Linked DNA regions of Sus scrofa: region 2 is linked to region 1. The links are chromatin contacts, called in public Hi-C maps. All regions are on one chromosome and are shown on one strand. The core of a region is the stretch at or near the end of the contact, and the rest is flanking DNA. Distances in the headings are between cores, read along the strand shown.

What was found. A called contact is a pair of places that touch in the nucleus more often than the background predicts.
Region 2: a contact with region 1 is called in a Hi-C map of heart right ventricle, with 7 times the contacts expected there. The contact joins the promoter of HAUS6 here to the promoter of MLLT3 in region 1. A contact is called at or near these places in 1 of 5 promoter capture datasets (fetal skeletal muscle) and 1 of 47 Hi-C or Micro-C datasets (heart right ventricle).

Annotation. Positions count from the first base shown.
Region 1 is chr1:202,314,570-202,320,453 of Sscrofa11.1, reverse strand. It overlaps MLLT3 (protein AF-9), which reads right to left and starts at 2,996. Exons shown (of 11, transcript XM_013993522.2): 1 at 2,319-2,996. The coding sequence starts at 2,501.
Region 2 is chr1:203,717,385-203,723,268 of Sscrofa11.1, reverse strand. HAUS6 (HAUS augmin-like complex subunit 6) reads right to left here and starts at 3,016. Exons shown (of 17, transcript XM_013993527.2): 1 at 2,919-3,016; 2 at 1,241-1,336. The coding sequence starts at 3,013.

The sequences.
Region 1 (5,884 bases), core at 1,747-4,246:
GAGGCACATAAAAGGAAACGGTGGTGCCCTCTGCATCCACGTTTCACGAGCGTGGGCGCGCACACCCCACACCCCCAAATACACCCCACCCAGCCGGCCCGGCCCCCGGCTCCCCCGCATCCAAGCCGCCCGGAATGTTTGTAACGGAATGTTACCCACGATCGGGAAGGGGGTCCGGGGGTCGGGGGGAAGAGAGCGAGCACACTCAGCCACTGCGAGCACAACAAATACATCAGAAACAAATTAGAAGACAATTAGGAGAAGATGCCGGGGCGGTTTCCCGGCATGGAAGGGGAGGTAGCCAGGACCCTCGATGGGGGTTCTGGCGAGCCCCCACCCCGAAAGTGTCGCGGAGACAGGCACACGCCGAGGAAGTCTTTGTGTACGTGTGTGTGTGCGTGAGTGTGGAGCGCTGTGCCAGGCGGAATGGAAACTACAGGCAGCCTCTGCCGACGGGCACAAACTCCCGTGCTCTTACCACGGGGTTTGTGCACAACAAAAATGAGACGTCGTCACATACACAAACACACACACACACCCCCTCAGGAAAACACTCCGAGGCATCCATAACTTAAAGCACCCCGCACCCCCCCCCAAGCGAAAAGCCTCACGCGATCGACGAGGCCAGCCTAACAGAGCCCCCGCAACACACTTCCAAGAGCCAAAGTGGCCCCAAAGTACCTCTCACCTCCCCCCAAAAAATGAAATTCAGAAAGGCAGGGCGGCAGGCGGACAGCCGCGGAGCCCCGACTGCGGACAGCCCAGAGCGGGGGCAAAGTTGCGTGCGGCCCCGTCGCTGTCAGCCCGCAGACTCCAGCTCACACTCGCGCGCCGCGGAGAACGCACCATCGTAGCGGCCGCCCAGGCTGCTCGCCGCGTCGCCGGACTGTGCCCGCGGCTCCCGGCGGCGGCGGCGGCTGAAATATGGCTGAGTTATTATTCGCCTCCTTCCACCGTGTGTTAGTGTGTGTGTGTGAGTACGCGCGTGTGAGCGAGAGTGCGCTTCTTGCGATTGCAAAGAGAGGCGAGAAGGGAGGGAGGCGCGGAGGGTGGAGGGGCGAGTGTGTGTTAGTGTGTGAGTGTGTATGTGTGTGTGTGTGCGCGCGCGCCGGGGGGGGGGGTTGGAGAGGGAGGGGAGCGGAGGCTGAGGGAGAGGCAGCAGCTCCCTGCAAGCCGTACCAACCTTTCTCTAATTAGGACCGCGGAGCGCTGGCGCTGTCTGGGCTGCGGCGGCGGCGGCGGCGCAGGGCGAGGGAGGAAAGGCGGGGGGGGGCAGTCTTTTATTATTATTTTTGCATGTACTTACCGAGCTAGCCATGCCTGGGGGCCCGGAGGTTTGCTGGGGTGTTGTGTGCTACCCCCCTCCCCCGCCCCCTTCAGCTGTAATTCATGAAGAGGCTGCTATGAATGAGAGCGCGCCCAGGAGCGGAGGGTAGATGGCGGACATTCTCTGCCTTTTTCCCCCCGCGTTCGCTTGCTCGCTCGCTCGCTTATTACACTCAGCCCTAAAAGCAAAAGCAGCAGCAGCAGCAGCAGCTCCAGGGCCGGAGGATGAGATTCCGGAGCATGCGCTGTGGCGCCTGACACCGGGGCTCTGAGCCTCAAGGGGCGGAGGGAGGGCGCGCGGGCGGGGCGGAGCGCGCGGGGAGGCAGAGCGAGCAAGCAAGGGGGAGCTCGAAAGAGCCAATCACCGGCCACCTCCCGAAGCCCTGGCGGCCAGCACCGCCACACTGGAACGCCTCGCTTAAAGTAACAGGTTCCTGCTGGGGGTGGGGAGAAGGGCGGGGAGGGGACGCTGGGGTGGGGAGAGCAGCCAGCTGGGGAACCATCCCAGCCCCTGTGTAAACTCCTCTCGCCCTACAATAAAAAACGGATTAAAACTGCTGGAATGTAGCCACTGCCTAGAGCCCCCAGCCTCCCGAGAAGGGGCGTTAAATCAAGTCTTTGGCGTTAGTTAGCACGCTCGGGGAAGGGAAGGGGGTTTCTTTTACTTTCCACCACATCTTTTTATGGTTTTGTGCTGAAACGGCAAGAAATTACACCCAAACAAACTTATTTAAAGACAGAGCGAGAGAAATGCCATCCTGCAAACAAGCGTCTAAAAGCAATCGCTGAGACAGTTATAACCGGCAACAATTCCCTGGCCCCCTTCCCTATCCACTCACCCCCTCCCTTCCTGCACCGCCATCGACAATTTTAAAATGAACAAGCCAGAGAAACAAGACGGCAATTTCCTTCCCAGGGACCGCCTCCCGCGTTGGTAATCCCCGGCTGGAAGGCATAACAAAGCAGTGCCCAGGTGAAGGTGAGATAGATACCTGGGAGTGCTGCTGGGTGCAGACCCGCGGGGACCAGGCTAGGAGTTGTTTTCTTGGGGAGGTTGCCCCTCCTGACAGCCTGCTGGGTTGCATCAGAACGTGGAAGATTGTCCTCTGAGAACGCCAGGGACAACTGGGAGTCTTAAAATAGCAGATAAAGTTAATACTGACTGTAATGGGCATAAATTGGATTATAATCTTTAGGCGAATTGGTGACAGACAGCGTAATCCATCTCCGGGTATTAATCCTGTTAGGTTCCCGAGTGACAACCAGTCGCTGGAGTGTTCCCAAAGTCGCGCTCCTGCGATGCTTCTCACTTGGGTTGAACTTGCTCTCAGTGGCGGGGGATAGAACAGCGCAGCCACGCGTGGGGCGGAGTAGGAGTACTAACTAGCTTCCTTTAGCAGCGCAGACAACCTTTACAAAGGAAACGGATAAGATCTAGACAATTGATTTGAAAGTGAAAGATAGCTGTAACTTCGGTTCGTTAAAGAAAGATCCCTGCATCTTCCTATAGCCCACATTCCTTTTTTGCTCTTCTTTTCTTCCCTTTTTCCCTCATCTCCTTCTTTCTCAGTCTTTCCTTTGGCTTTATTCTCTTCTACCTGCCTTCTTTATCTGCCCTGTCTTGCATTTTTTGGCTCAACTTTCTTGCTTTCTTCTTTTCCTTTTTCTTAAAACCACCAAAACAAGTTGTATGGGCCATTGAATTAAAGGGAGCAAGCACAATAGGGGGAAAGAGGTTAGCCGGGGCACCTGGGATCCTTAATGTTAATTTTTCAGTTCTCCCAGCTGCTCACAGGGAGCTAATCGGAATCAGATCTGACCGGTTCGGACCAATTTTAATTTACAATCCAAGCCTCCGGCTTCAGTGCGTTGAACCCCTAAAACTGATGCTCTCCTCTCCCCCAGTTACAACCAAGAAAACCTCTTCTGCTTTAGGACCCTAATTCCTCCCACCCTTCTATTGGATTTAGCATGTAATGTAGAAAACAGCTGAGGATAGAAACATTTTAGTCCAAGGCCAAAAGCTTAAACTTCTCTTAGATTTCTTAGACCCACATGTACATATATGCATAATATTTTTTAGGTGTATGTGTGTCTGTGTGTGTATACGGACTAAGTTTACACACACATAGACAAGCTGTATGTTAGGGTCTACGTGAAGAGTGGACGTACTTGCTATGCATTATTGCATTTTTAGATAGAATAATCAAATTAGAAGTCCTTTGGAGTCGTAAGATAGGAAAGTGATTGTTATCTGGATGTGCCATTAATAAGGCCACTTTCTGGAAGGTGGCAACCATGAGGCAACGAGTCTAGCTTAGCACGCAGGTAAAAAACAACAATCCATTCTTCCTTTGAGTTGACTTCAGGGCTTGGCTAACTTCTAGCAACACCAACCGGGCTGTCTTGGAATTTTCTCTGTAACTTGTACTCGCAATGAGGGAAGAATGTCTCCTTTCGGAATTATGTGTCTGCTGAATAAGATTTATTCCAGGAATCACAAGTAAACCATGGGATCAAAGAAAGGTTCTTTTCCCATTATTCCTCCTTTCTCAAAGAATGCTTTTAAAAACCTTTAGGGGTAATTCTTTCTCCAGACCCTGGAAAAATAGATTCTGTCAGTAGATGGCGCACGGAGCCCTTCCACGGACGTCCTTACGTGACCTCGTTAAAACAAAAAAGACCAAGACCGGAGGGAAAAGAAAAGGCAATCCTGAATACTGAGATTCAACTTTTGGGCAAAAGAATTTATGTCAATCTTTCAATATATTATTTATAACATAATCTAATAAACTATTAATTAAAAGCAATCAAAACAGAAAAAACAGCAGATTAATTTTCTATCCATCATACCTGAAGATCTTTGCACTTTAGGTGAAGTACAACAAGCATGAAACAACCCTTTGGGTTCTTGACGATTTAATTACAGAAAATATTTTGCAAATAAATTTTGAGACAAACTTTTTCCAAAAAAAAAAAATTAAATGGAAGTGATGAGAGATAAAAACCATTTATTTCTTCAAAAAGCAATTATCTTACCAAAATTCATACTGTAGTACTTAGCATATTGTGAGGCACCATAGGGTTAGTTTTTGAGAAGCAGAAAAGAAAAGCAATTGACATTATCATATCGAATAAAATGGTTGATGAAGTGTAAAAAGGGACGCATGGGAATGGTGTCTGGGACTGGTTTTTAACTCCTGATCACCGTCATTGCCATTGCCTCCCTACCCTACCACCATCGTTTAGGCTCCAGCCCTTTTGTTTGTAATTAGTTTGTTTAGTTTAGCAGTTGAGGCCAGTTTGAATATTTCTAGTACAACGTAACTCCTTTAAAGAATGATTAGTGTCAAAGAGCAGCGGTTGCTTCTTATAGAACTTTACCTATTTGTTGTGATAGCTTATTGATACATGAACTCAAATAAATCAATAAGAATTAACCATTGCTTATTCTTTTGGATTTTTTGGGGAAAGGAAGAAGATGTGTGGGAAAAAAAATAATGGGGCAAATATAACTAAACATCTTGCAAATATTACACTCAGAATAATTAAGGATTTTTTTCCCATAATACTGCACTTTTTCTGTATGCTTTACCCATGTGTTCATTCACCAAAATATTTCTCCCATTCCATGTGCCAGGCACAGAGTTAGGCTCTAAGAATATGAGAATGACAGGGTTCCTGCTGTCACAGAAGGAAAAGGCCCAAGGGAGATGTTTTACCAGAGCCTTTTAAAAAAAAATTTTATAATGCCTAAATTTGGGATAGAGACAGGTGTCACACCTAAGCAAGCAGCATGCAAATTTGACAGGAACAGCCCAAGGATAAGAAAAACAGTGGGACAGATTAGAAGCCCAGAGGCGTTGCCTTCAATTCTACCTTTCAATGATTAAAATAAGGTGGGAGGGGAGTAATATCTTTTTTTGCAACCACAGCCAAGTTCTAATTTCTTTTTCCTTGACCTGAAGTGTTTTCTATGTTCATCTTATTGCAGCTCTTTTAAAGAAAAAAAAAACTCACAATGAAAGAAAGCTTACTAAGCCTTTTCAAGATCATGAGCATATTTTCTCATTTGAGACCATCCCTCTGTTTCTTATGGAAATTTTTGGTTCAAAATGTTCTAACATTATGTTTAATTCACAGTTCTAGATAGAGTGTATTGGGAACCCCTGAATAGTACAAATCATTACCTCTTTGAAAAAACAATTGCTTTGATACTCACTTAAGCGCCTAGTCCAGGACTATTTCCAGAGGTAAGAAATACACAAAGCTTTTTTAACCACCAGAGCCTCTTCATGTGTAAATTATTCCCTGAGAGTAATTTAAGCAATGCACTTACACATTCAGAAGACAAGAGTGCCTCCACAGTAATAATTTATTAATTTAGTGGGCTGCATCCCTAATTTAATAAATAGCACCTCAAGGCCTGAAAATTAATCAAGGATGTCATGTAAGACCCAACAATACAAAACAAAATACTGGAGGTCAGTTGATAAAGTATGATTGAAAATACCTTCTTAATAAATACAAGAATCACAGTGGAATATTTATAGGTGAA
Region 2 (5,884 bases), core at 1,767-4,266, 1.4 Mb before region 1:
GGCCAGGGCTGGAACCTGCATCCTCATGGATGCTAGTCAGATTCGTTAACCAGTGAGCCACGATGGGAACTCCTAGAAATGATTTTTAACTTTTTCTGTATTTGCTAAATTGCTTAAAATGAGCTTTATTTTGTTTATAATCAGGAAAAAAATCAGAAAATCTATTTTTATTTAAGCAGAGGAAGACCTATACCTTAATGATAAGGATTTCCAAAATATGTTTCAAATATACTTGTTCTCCTGGTCACTCGTAACTTTAACTGAAGGCAAAATATTAAGCATAAATTATCAAAACCTTTAAAAATGCTCTAAACAATGGATTTATTTCTTTTTCTAAGAAGATGATGGCACAATATAAATATTAAAACAAATTTGAACACTTTTTCTGAGAGAAGAAACCCAAATCACAAACAAAATAACTTGGTAACAAGGCTGCTGAGTGTTCCCATATTTATCCCATCTTAAACTTTTTTTTTTTCCTTCTGTCTTCTTAGGGCCTCACCCACAGCATATAGAGGTTCCCAGGCTAGGGGTCTAATCAGAGCTGTAGCCACCGGCCCTCACCAGAGCCACAGCAACGTGGGATCCAAGCCACATCTTCAACCCACACTACAGCTCACAGCAACACTAGATCCCTAACCCACTGAGCAAGGCCAGGGACCGAATCCGCAACCTCATGATTCCTAGTCGGATTTGTTAACCACTAGGCCACGACAGGAACTCTGGTAACTCCTTCCTAAACTATTTAATATACAACAGTTTATGATAATAGGCTAAACTTAATTAATAGGAATGATTTTTGTCTACAGCACTTGACACTTTTACATATCACCAACAAAAATAATAAGGATTCACAGAGACCTAGGAAATTTAAAAAAAGACAAAATGAATAGTATTGCCTACAAAAAAAGGAGTGAGAGGGGGATAATTAACAACAACAAAAAAAAGTAAAGCAAAATTAAGTGTACAGATAGATTAGTACTAGTTAACTGTTCTGGAAAGTAATTAAGACTATGATAGGAATTAAGTTTATAAACAAAATCCCTTTTACTTATGAAATCTACAGTGATTTTAGTATAATTACAAAAAAAAAATCACTCAGATTTATAAATTTGTAAGACCCAAACCTGATTTTTCTAACACCCATTGAAAACAATATTCGATGCCAAAGTAGAAATTTTGGCTTATATCATAGCATAATCCCTTATCAAAAAAAAAAAAAGGAACATCTTTTACTTACTTGAAAACTTCTTTGGTGAGAGACTGGTCCAGTGTTTGAAACAAAAAATAACAAACTATTTGAAAGGCATCACGGTTCAGCCTATCAAACATGTTCCTAGTGGTTTGAAAAGAAACAGAAGAGGGTGAGGGGGAATGGTTAATAAAACTAAACATCATTAAAAGTTTTATAACAGTTTGATACCAATTAGTATTTTTCGGAGTTCCCATCATTGTGCAGCAGAAACAAATCCAACTAGGAACCATGTTGTGGGTTCGATCCCTGGCCTTGCTCAGTGGGTTAAAGATCCAGTGTTGCCGTGAACTATGGTACAGGTCGAAGATGTGGCTCGGATCTGGCATTGCTGCAGCTTTGGCATAGGCCGGCAACTGCAGCTCCAATTAGACCCCTAGCCTAGGAACCTCCATATACCATGGGTGTGCCCTGAAAAAGCAAAAAAAAAAAAAAAAAAAAATTAATATTTTTAATTCTGTTCAATAGGTCATGGCAAATTAATTTTTGTAATTCACGTACACATACTTACAGCCAATTAAGAAAAACATACATGGAGTTCCCCTCATGGCTCAGAGGAAACAAATCTGACTAGCATTCATGAGGACACAGGTTCTATCCCTGGCCTCACTCAGTGGGTTAAGGATCTGGCGTTGCCATGAACTGTAGTGTAGGTTGCAAAAGTGGCTGGTTCCATGTATCTCAAATTTCCCCTGGCCTACAGTGAGAAAGATAATAGATACTGCCTAAAGTTGGCAAGTTAACACACAAAGATATAAACAAAGTATTCAGTATTAGAAATAACAACTGTAATATTTGTGGCAAAGTAGGAAATGGATTTACTCTTCATCTTAACACCATTCTCTCTACCAGTTTTTTGCTAACTGTGGCAAGTTCATGCAATTTGCTAATTCAAGAAGTAGAAATATAAAGAGTAACCACTTTACAAGGTTCCCTAGAGTCCTAAAGGCGTTTGCACACGTCCTTCCATTACCAAGCCGCCACCTCTACCTCGACATCACGGACTACTCAGCTTGCTTCCAAAGCAGAAATAAGCCGCCCCTCCAGTTTTTACCCCACTTGCTGACTCTACTCCCCTACAAAGCGCTCCCAGCAAGGTCCAATAATTGATAGTTTCCATCGCCAGGCTAGCAGCCACTGAGAGCAGGAACTAGAAGACAGTGTCGGGCCACAGCAACCGCTCCAATACTTAATTCAACACCTGGGAAGTCCGCAAGAGAGTGGGTTGCCCCGGCGCGACTGGGTTCGGATTTTCCCGCCCCACCGCCCGGGCCTCCTTACACTCCGAGGTGCGTGTGAGACACGATCTTTCCGCAGGCTATGGTCGCCGGGCCCGGGTCGAAGCCGAGTGCCCGCAGATACATCCAGAGATGCTCCTTCTCGAAAGAAGTGATGCAGGCAGAGCTCATCTTAGCAGCAGGCAGGGACCCGCCAAAGGAAAAAAGCTCAGGCTCCAACGACTAAGAGGTTCCTCAGACTCCCTCCCTACCGGCAGCCTGAGGTGGCAGCAGCACCTCCATTACCACCGCCTTCTCCTCTCTCGCCCGAAGCCATTTCGTCTTAAATAGCCTCAAATGCCTCGAATGGCCTGAAATTGTAACGTCTCAGGGATATAAAGCCTCTAAGGATAGTATGGGACAGCGGTCAAAAGGAAACCACCACAAACCGAGCTTCCCGCGCTGCCCGGAAAGCGGTTGGCGCCGACACCGCCCGGTTTTCAGAGGAGGAGGGACTTCCGCGGAGAATTGTCTCTCCCGCCATGCAATGCGCCCTCTCTCCGCCCCTTCTGGTCCTAACCAACCAAGATCTTACTAGACCCTCAACGCACTGCCGGGGTTGTGCATTTTGCGGACTCTTTCCGGTTTCGCGCTTTCTGATTCTATTTTTCTGATCTCTGTGGTTCCTTTTGCTCGTGTAGGCTTATTACGTCAGGCAAAAAACGTAGACTGTTGTTCACTATTGTAGAAAAAGCATGTGAGGGTACATGTCTAAGTCTGAGCAATTCGCCTAACTTCTGATCCTCGGGTCTATTAGTAAAAATCTTCTATGCCCTCAAGTGCTGAATGTTCCCTTCACCCCTGGTGGCATGTACGGGGGAAACCTCACTGACCGAATTCTCTTACTTCAACTTTTGGCAAGACCCTCATTGTCGCCAGCCAAAGAAAGCACAAGCTGTTTAAGTCTCTCAAGGGACATTCTCGGGAAAACAGTGACAGAATCTGAGGGACAGAAATTCCAGCGTCGGATCTGTCACTATCTAGGTCGGAATTTGACCTGGGGCAGGGGGGACTCACTTTCCTCTTGGCACTGATTCATTTTCTTTTTCTTTCTTTCTTTTTTTTTTTTTTCTGTACAATCAACACTCAGTTTTTCTTTTTTTATTACTCAATGAATTTATTACATTTGTAGTTTTGCAATGATCATCACAATCCAATTTTATAGGCTTTCCATCCCACAATCCCAGCACATCCCCCCACCCCCCAAACTGTCTCCTTTGGAGACCATAAGTTTTTCAGAGTCTGTGAGTCAGTATCTCTTCTGCAAAGAAGTTCATTGTGTCCTTATTTCAGATTCCACATGTCAGTGAAAGCATTGGATGTTGGTGTCTCATTGTATGGCTGACTTCACTTAGCATGATAATTTCTAGGTCCATCCATGTTGCTAAAAATGCCAGTGTTTCCTTCCTTTTAATGGCTGAGTGATATTCCATTGTGTATATGTACCACATCTTCTTGATCCACTCCTCTGTTGATGGAGATTTAGGTTGTTTCCATGTCTTGGCTATTGAAAATAGTGCTACAATGAGCATCAGAGTACATGTGTCTTTGCGAGTCATGGTTTTCTCTGGATAGATGCCCAGGAGTGGGATTGCTGGATCAAGTCACTGATTCATTTCTGAGACTCCTGGACATCCGACTCCAGAATGAATCTCTCTAGGTCGACTCCAGAACGAATCTCTCTAGGTCCCACAGGGGGATGCCCTTTGGGAATTTGGGGATTCCCAGAATAGCCCCTGCCCTCAAAAGTCTCTCTCCTATCTTCCTTCTAGTTGTCCTTATGGACAACTGTCAGTCTGCATAGGCAAAACACTCTCCCTTGGGATGACTCCTCAAACATGGGAAAGATCTTAGATTAGACAACCTCAAACCTTTAAATGAACGATCTTTTTCTGCAATACTGCTAACCCCAGTATAATTTGGCCACCAGGAGGTCTGGCCCAAGGACAGCCCTCTCAACTATGCTATTCTCCAACTTGGCCTCTACTGTCACCCTCTCAGCAAATGGTTTAAATTCCTTGTGTCCAGGCTTTCCTTCAACTTTCTCAGTACTCTAACCTGCAGTGCTCTTGCCACATGCTCCTATTAACCCCTACTTCTCTGTCTCCTCCTTTGGACCCTGAAGATCTCCCACTGTCCCTCTCCTTGTGTTCCTCTCCAGGTTCATCCCCCCTCCCCCTCTCAGACCCCGGACACCCTCTCCCTCTCTGCCTCCAGCCTATCCTCCACCGGCCCCTTGTTCTCCTTCTCCCAGTCATACTCAGTCTGGATGTGCTCCTCAGCCCCCTTCTGAGCCAGCCACCCAGTTTCTCTTGCAAGAGGAGGCTGACCCCTAAGGAATCATATTTGTTCTTGTCCTTTTTCTATGCCTTATTTTTCCCAAGTAGAACTCAAGTTAGGCAATTTCTCAGAAGACTCCACCAAATTTACTAAGGAATTTGATTACCTTACTTTAACCTATGACCTTTCTTGGCAACATACTGTCATTTTCTCCTCTTGCACTAATACAGAAGACTGAGCTAGAATCTGGACTAAAGCTGGAGAATATGGGGATGACTTCAAAAAGCATCAACCCAGTGTTTAGGCACCAGTACCCACAGCAGTCCCTGACAATTATCCCAATTGGAACTATCAAGTAGTGTCCCAAGACAGTTTTGGTTGTGTTTTGTTGTTGTTGTTGTTTGTTTTTATCTTAGGGCCACACCTGCAGCATATGGAGGTTCTCAGGCTAGGGGTCAAATCCGAGCTACAGCTGCTGGCCTACACCACAGCCACAGCAACATGGGATCTGAGACACATCTGCAACCTATACAGTAGCTCACGGCAACACTGGATCCTTAACCCACTGAGCGAGGCCAGGGATTGAACCTGTGTCCTCATGGATCCTAGTCAGGTTTGTAACCCGCTGAGCCACAATGGGAACTCCAGGGTCCCAAGATAGACACAGACCAGACTATATGCTTACTTGCCTCATTGAAGATGTGAAAAGAGCCACTACCAAGGCTGTGGATTATTACAAAGTTAAAGAAATTAGTCAGGACCCAGATGAACACCCTGCTCTTTTCCTGTCCTGCCTTTCCGAGGCTCTATACCTTTTTACCAATTTAAATTTAATCTCTAGGAGTTCCCGTCATGGCACGGAGGAAACAAATCTGACTAGGAACCATGAGGTTGCCGGTTTGATCCCTGGCCTGGCTTAGTGGGTTAAGGATCCAGCATTTCTGTGAGCTGTGGTGTAGGTCACAGATGCGGCTTGGATCTGGCGTTGCTGTGGCTCTGGCATAGGCCGGCAGCTACACCTCCTTTTGACTCCAGTCTGGGAACCTTCATGTGCCACAGGTGTGGCCCTAAAAAG